Linked DNA regions of Arachis hypogaea: region 1 is linked to region 2. Evidence: chromatin contacts called from public Hi-C data. All regions are on one chromosome and are shown on one strand. Each heading gives the region's core, a stretch centred on a gene start, on an enhancer-like site or on the middle of the called end of the contact. The rest is flanking DNA. Distances are from core to core; before and after follow the strand shown.

The links. A called contact is a pair of places that touch in the nucleus more often than the background predicts.
Region 1: a contact with region 2 is called in a Hi-C map of an unstated tissue, with 5 times the contacts expected there. The contact joins the promoter of LOC112804105 here to the promoter of LOC112804079 in region 2. A contact is called at or near these places in 3 of 8 Hi-C or Micro-C datasets (leaf and an unstated tissue).

The regions. Positions count from the first base shown.
Region 1 is chr1:53,316,333-53,320,183 of arahy.Tifrunner.gnm2.J5K5, reverse strand. It overlaps LOC112804105 (autophagy-related protein 16), which reads right to left and starts at 1,539. Exons shown (of 5, transcript XR_003818642.2): 1 at 1,062-1,539; 2 at 579-760; 3 at 281-476.
Region 2 is chr1:52,928,195-52,931,850 of arahy.Tifrunner.gnm2.J5K5, reverse strand. It overlaps LOC112804079 (protein MHF2 homolog), which reads left to right and starts at 2,258. Exons shown (of 6, transcript XM_025847512.2): 1 at 2,258-2,364; 2 at 2,474-2,522; 3 at 2,602-2,642; 4 at 3,432-3,471; 5 at 3,606-3,656. The coding sequence starts at 2,341. It overlaps TRNAT-UGU (transfer RNA threonine (anticodon UGU)), which reads right to left and starts at 2,197; the gene lies at 2,126-2,197.

The DNA of each region.
Region 1 (3,851 bases), core at 290-2,789, 390 kb before region 2:
ACCAGAATTAATTTGATTTCTATACATTTTAACTCCTTTAAAAGAAAATAAACTACTGGAAGAGGTTCAAATTTCAAGCAATTGGAAAGTAAGTTAAAAAGTACATGCAATGTATACATGACATTTAGCACAAATTTGACAGTGTGACATCATGACATAGTATAATCTTGAGTATCAGGTCATGCCAAAGTCATATTCATCCTCATAGAGTGTGTACAGCAATACTGAATATCTAATGCCATAAAGTACATATGACGAATAGGAAGATATTGTATTGTACCTCATTGAGGCGTTCAGCATCCTTCATCTTTTCTAACATCCAACGATCAATCAACATCTTATTTTCAGCTTCGGCTTTGTTGGCTTTGGTAGTCATCTGCTCTAGTTGTGCTTTGAGTTCCGAATTCTCACTCATAACCAATTCAAGAGCCTTAATCTTTTGTTCCAAGTCCAACTTTAATTGAGAGCGCTCTTCCCTGCAAAGTTAAGCAGTGATCAATTTCTACAACAGCACAACTTATAAGAAGAAAATAAGGTATCAATGGCTGTTAAAACAAGGAAGAAATATCGCGCGCAACCTCACTTCGGTCAACTCCTTTTGCATTTCGGCAATTGCAGTTTCTTTCACCTGGACCGAAGCTTTCAAAGCTCTAGACTCGGCTACTTCGACAACAAGCTGCTCGGACAGCCGAGACTGAGCTTTGTAGCATTGCTGAAGTTCTAACTGAAGACTCTCTGCTTTCTCTTTCCACTCAGAACCCTTCAAAAGGCACACAAACAAATACATAACCAAATTCAACTTCACAAAATCACTCAAACAATTAAACGCACACAGGACACAATCCAAGCAACAAAATTAACAGACAAATGCTGTGCTTATAATTGTGAATTATCAAAAGTCAACAACTTTTCAGAGCTGTTACTGAACAATATGTAAAATATAACTAGGGATAGGAAATTCGAAATTGCAATTCACTCTATGACCAATTCAAGAATCCCTAATATAAGCATTAATAATAAAATTGTTTAAAGTGAGTAATTTGAGAAAGGGGAAGAGGGACCTGGGAAGCGATGGGTCTTGAGAGAGCTTCAAAAGCGGGGCGATGAGCGGCTTCTTCGAGCAAATGCCGCTTCCGTAGAGCCTTCAAAGCGTTCTTGATCGCATCGTTCGCGATTTCTTCTTGCGACTTGCAAGTTTTTGCCATTGCTGGGAAAAAATCCAAACGCCAAATTAGCCAATCACCACTTTCTGTTAGGATCAAGAAAATATTAATACGAGGCAGGAATTTTACAATTTTGGGGTTGTTAAAATGGTTATATAATAGTTTCAGTCTTTCAGATGGTGACCACGAAGGATTTTACATTTTAGAACAGAGACGTGAAAGAAATTGTAGTCCAGGGTCCTAATGGAAGGGCATTTTCGGAATAGTGCGAATATTGTAGGATGAACAATATTGAACATCACCCAAGGCCTACTAGGCCCACAACAGTAGCACTAGAGCTACTACACCCCTAAGCCTTCACATTTTTTTTTTTAACTCAAGGGTCTTAAGAGCACTTAATGAATGCATATAACCAAAAACAACAGATAGGATCATGCATGTTTTTTAAAATGATTCCGTGGGCAGTCGAGGCCTGGGTCAAATGGCAATTTTATTTGCCTCCCATTGAGTTGTACCGGGTTCAAATCTTAGTGGAAGAATATTGAATTATTTGTGTGTACTCTCATGTAGTGTGTGAGTAGATTGTGTGAGTGTGTAATATATAGGTGTAATGTTTAGGATTGGAAGCTATCCAATCCACTTAGACAAAAAAAAATGAATGATTTCCTAAATGAATAGGACCATCCAATCCACTTAGACAAAAAAAAATGATTTCCTAGATGAATAGGACCAAATGATCGACGACGACCACGACGATAGTAAGAATAATTTATTAATGACCTTCATTGCAGAAGTTTAATTTATTTTCTGAAACCATAAAAATATTTTTGAAAAATATAAGTGTTGATAAAAATATTCAAATATGAAAAAAAAATTTCTCTAACCAACGAGAACTCAATATTTATTGAATTTCTAAAAATAAAAGAACTTTTTTTTGAGAAAATGAATAATGTAATCAATCAATAGTTATATTTTAAAATTCAGTCTTTGACTTCTGATTTGGTAACTTTTTTATTTTTTTTTTGAATTTTTATATTTTTTATTTTATTCATATTTTTAATACATGTTTTGTTGAAAATTGATATTTTCAATTTTTCTACTTTTATTTAATATATCTAAGTAGATCTTATTTGTCAATACATGTATTATTAACTATTGTTGTTTTTAATTGATTTTACCCATTATCCATAACATTGGATTTTTTCTTAAATAAAATAAAAATTTATTTATTTTTCCAAACAAAATATTTTAACTTTATTTTTTAGAATACGATTTTTTTTGTAATAAGGGCAAGTTCATCGTATATGCCGGTTGGAGAGTAAATCAGAAAAGCACAATATCCTTGTTCATTTTCTTTCTCTTACTGTAGACATTTTCTCTACGATATCAAGAAATTCATTGTTATCCATTCATTACGATGGTGAAATAGTGTATGACGAAGAAGGTTTTATCATTTTTAGATCGGAGCAACCGATAATTATCTATATGACACCGGAAGTCGACAGTCTAACAGCTTTGAAGAATTTGATAGTGTATTCCGTCGGGCATCAAGAGGCAAAAAGGATGAAAAAATTTACTACAGATATCCGACCGAAGTAGATGGGAGTTTGTTTTATAAAAGGTATATTACAATTGTATTGTCTCTATCAATATTATATTTATCAGACCATGGTTGTGAGAAATATTTTTGTTGTCTTAAATTAGGTACCGTTTGTGCGATGATGAGGATGTACGGCTTAGAAGGTCGTCGCACAACCGACGGACAAATGTTCATCTGTTGAAATTATTCGTGTATCTCGTTGAGGTGGGTGGCCAAGGATCATCTGTAGATACTATCGATGATAGTCCATTGAGTGGAGCTGTTAGACGAACTATCAGAAAGACTATGGTGGATCTACATATGCCACCTGAGGGTAGTAAGGAGGGGTCTAATGTTGAAGTTCATAATGTTGACTTAATGGACGATGGTGTTGAAAGTCATGATGGTTCTGCTATAAGAGATTCGACGATGGATGAGTATGAAGTTAACCCAAATGACGGAGATGATGTTGATGAAGAACCACCTGAAATTCCTGATGATGGTGACAAGGAAGAAGAGATGAACTACTACGATGACACACAGATCGCTTTGACATAGCCTGTCATTTCTCGACCATATGACTGGCCAGATCATTTCACGAGGTTGAATCTCGATGCGATGACTTCGGATTGGTCGTTAACCCCGGGAGGCTGGTAGCACGAATCCCCACACCTTCGTACTGTTGTACCAGCAAGTGCACTGGGTCGTCCAAGTAATACCTGTGTGAGTTAGGGTCGATCCCACGAGGATTGTGGTTTGAAGTAAGCTATGCTTATCCTGCAGGTCTTAGTCAAGCAGATGAAAGAGTAGGAGATGTTGGTATGATATTTTTAATTGCATAAGAGAAAAGGGAAGAAATAAACAGGATAATTAGAACTCAGAAGTCGTGTAAACTATGAAAAGAGAATATGTAAGGGTTGGAGTTGCTTAGTCTTTCTGAATTAATTCTGGTAGTACTATCTTCTCTACTTGTGAGTGATCTCTTCTATGATAGGCTGTATGTGATCAACGCCATAGGCCGTGGTCATTGATCTCCTCTGCTACAGATTGAAAGCCATTGGCCGTGGTCATCCAATCTGATGAAGGGTGAAGCGCTAGCAAGTCATTCT
Region 2 (3,656 bases), core at 1,009-3,508:
GATCACGCAAAACACACCAAACTTAGAGGTTTGCTTGTCCTCAAGCAAAAAAAAAGGAAAGGAGAGGAGAAAGAGGAGAGCCAAATTCGAATTGTGGAGGAGAGGGGGTGGCCGAATGTGAATTTAAAAGAAAGGGGTGGGTTCAAAATTTTTTTGAAAAAGATATGATAGAAGATATGATTTGTAAAAGATAAGTATGAAATGCAAAGGATGTAATTTTAAAATTGAAAAGATATGAGAGAATTTTGAAAAAGATAAAACTAAATTGGAAAAGATAGTATGATGAGTTGAAAAAGATTTGAAAAGATATTAAAAAGATAGATGGATTTTGCAGAAGATTTAAAAAGAAATAAAAAAGATATATGAGTTTTGAAAAAAGATTTGAAAAGAAGAAAAGATTTTTAGGATTAAGAGTTATTTTTGAAATTTGAAATTGAAAGATGAGGATTTGTAATATGTTTATGCAAGAAATTATGGATGAAAACATAAAAAAATAAAAAATTGAGTTGGAAAACAAAACTACCTCCCCTCCACATTCCTGGCATTAAACGCCCAAATGTTGCCTGTTTTGGGCGTTTAACACCCAACTGTAGCTTGTTTTGGGTGTTTAACGCCCAGTTGTTGCTTGTTTTGGGTGTTTAACGTATCCTGACTGGCGTTAAACGCCAGAAAGCCTTTGTTACTGGGCATTTTTCTAAACGTCCAGAATGCTGTAAGTTTGGAGTTAAATCTACCCTACTAATAATTTGATGAAACATTAAAATGTTAATTTTTTAAACTATTAATTATGTAGAATACTAAATTTGAGATTTAAATACATACAAATTTATTTATAATTAAATTAAAATAAATATATTATATTGCAAAAAATAATTAATTTAATATTATTCATTTTAGCATATATTACTGATTATTTAATTGACATATAAAGAGCGTCAAAAAATTTGTACCTACCAATAGTAGAATGAAAAATCCCATGTATATTTTGTTAATTTCTTTTTTATTTTTTAACCTATTTTATATTGAATAATATTATTTTTTAATGGTTAATAAATTGATATATAACATTGAAAATATGACAACATAAAAATATTTATTAATTAATTTTTTAAATAACTTGACAACCCAATAAATATCTAAACTTTGTGTTATATATTTTTTATTGTTTCAATCTTCATAATTATTTCCTTCTCTTTTTTCTTCTATCTCATGGGCAATATAAATTTTAGTTGATTGTTTTTTTTCATATATCTTCTATTTTTTAAACTATTTTATTTTAAGTTTTAAGTTTATTTTATTGTATTTTTTTTTTTTACTTCAAAAATTTTAGGATCATTGCCTCATGTTTAAACAATTCTAATCATATGATAAAAAAATGGTTCAAGAAAACAAATTTGTATGTGAGCAATTTATTGAGTGTAATTAAAATAAATATATTAAAATATAATAAACAAAATTGTTATTCAACATTTATTAATAGACAACTATTAGAAAAGAAAAAATATTGCATAAATAATAAAAAATGAGTTGACAATATATAAACTAATTTAGACAACTAAAATAAAATAAAATAAATAACAAAAAAATATAGAATTCTATTTTTTTTGTTCTGTAATGCAAAAATAATATATAATATAATGAACTATAATATTCTCATACATAAGAATATGAAACTTAATATTATCCTTTTTCGGGAGTCTCTTTATCTTTTTTATTTTAATTTTCTTAAAAAAGTAACTTATATCATTTAAAATTAAAAATAATTTAATAAATTGAATATATAAAATTAAAAAATAAAATATTTTGTATCACTAAAATTATGCATAAAAATAAAAAATACTTTGAATATAAATTTTTATCTTTATTTTAAATTAAATACTATTAAAAAATAAATAAATAAATTTATACATTGTTTATAAATAATTACTTTGTAAATAATATTTATAAATATGAATAAACTACTAAAATGGTACCTGAAAGTTTATATTGCTGACAAAACAAATCCTAAAAAATACTAACACAAATAAGTTCTTAAAAACTATATTTTTTTAAACACCTTCTAAATATTTTTTATTCTTAATTTTTAAATTATTTTTATTTATTTTAAAAATGAAAATATAAAAATTGCCGCCATGCAGGATCGAACTACAGACCTTCAGTTTACAAGACTGACGCTCTACCACTGAGCTATAGGGGCCTGTTTTTGAGCTGTTTTTAAAACTAATATTTTTGAGATAAAGTTAAAAAATTTTGACAGGAAATTCGGTATTTTATTTTTTATATTATCCCTCCAAACTCTGCAACAATACGAGTGAATCTGATTACTGTAATCACATTGCGATGGGGGAAGCAGCCTTTGAGTGTGTAAAACCCGAAAATCCTTCGTTTCCCGTTTAGTACCTGTTTCTCATCGCTGTCAATTGTACATCTAAGACCTAACTTTCTAGTTTCTACTTGCATTTTTTTGTTGCAGCCTTTGATACATGCCATTCTGAAGCGCGTTTGGACCGCGCGAACCCTTGGTCTCTCTCTTCTTCTTTCATTTCATTCTTTGGTTTATCGGAATTATTACCTTCAATGTTCATGGTTTCCGTTTTGCAGAGCGTGAAAGAATCGAAGCCAACGAAGCGTTGGATTCTGAGGTTAGCAACTCTATTATCTCCAGTTTCTTACTTTATTTTCATTTTCTGAGTTCTCCTTTTGTTGACTTGTGTTTGTGGTTAGACTAAACAAAATTAACAGTTTAATTGTTACTGGCACAAATTTCGTGTTTGATCTTGTGTATTCTCTTTGAAACTAAATTGAAAATGTTAAGCTAATCTTTTTCTCTATGTTTTCCATGAACCTACAAAGCTTAATAACCAGAATTTCAATTTAGATAATGTGAAACTGTGGGCTTTGACATTTCTATGGTTTGCAATGAAGTTTGTCTTAGTTTTCCTTATAGATCAGAGATCCGTTTAGTAAACACAAAATATAAGGTTTCAGAAAGTCCATAGTTAATTTATTGTTAAGTAAAAATTACCTTGATCTCTTCTTAGATTAGGTAATATTACACACAATACCTTATCTTTTGTACAAGTATACTATACTATATTTTATAAAATGTGACACTGAATTCCCATATAAGTTTAGGCATGACAAAAAAATTAGTTTTGTGTTCTTGTGTTATATCGCCTAAATTCAGGAGAGATCTATGTAATGCTCCTTTCTTAATATACTTAGGAATAGACCATATTTGCTTCAAGTGTTTCCATTTCCTTTTGTTTTTTCCCTCTATATTACTTAGGTTCTGTCACATTTGTGATAGTAAGATTATGTAGAACTATTCACCTATAACTTCATTTTCAAAGTAACTTCTGCAATCTATAACATGTTAGCTATTTACTATTGGAATGTGTCAATAATCTGCGCGTCTTTTATTGCTACAGGCAGGAGCTGGAACTTCCAAGAAGAGTCGGCCAACTTCTGGTACTGATACCCATTTGCAATTTATATCATTCTTAGTTGGTAGAAGTTCTATTATCATGTCATGCTATAGTTACGTTACTATGGCAAACTGGACATTTTGAAAAATACACACGCGTCCGTGTTTTCTGATACAGTCAATGGCAATGCACTAAAGCTTTCTTGTGAACTCGTTCGGGTTTTCGTCA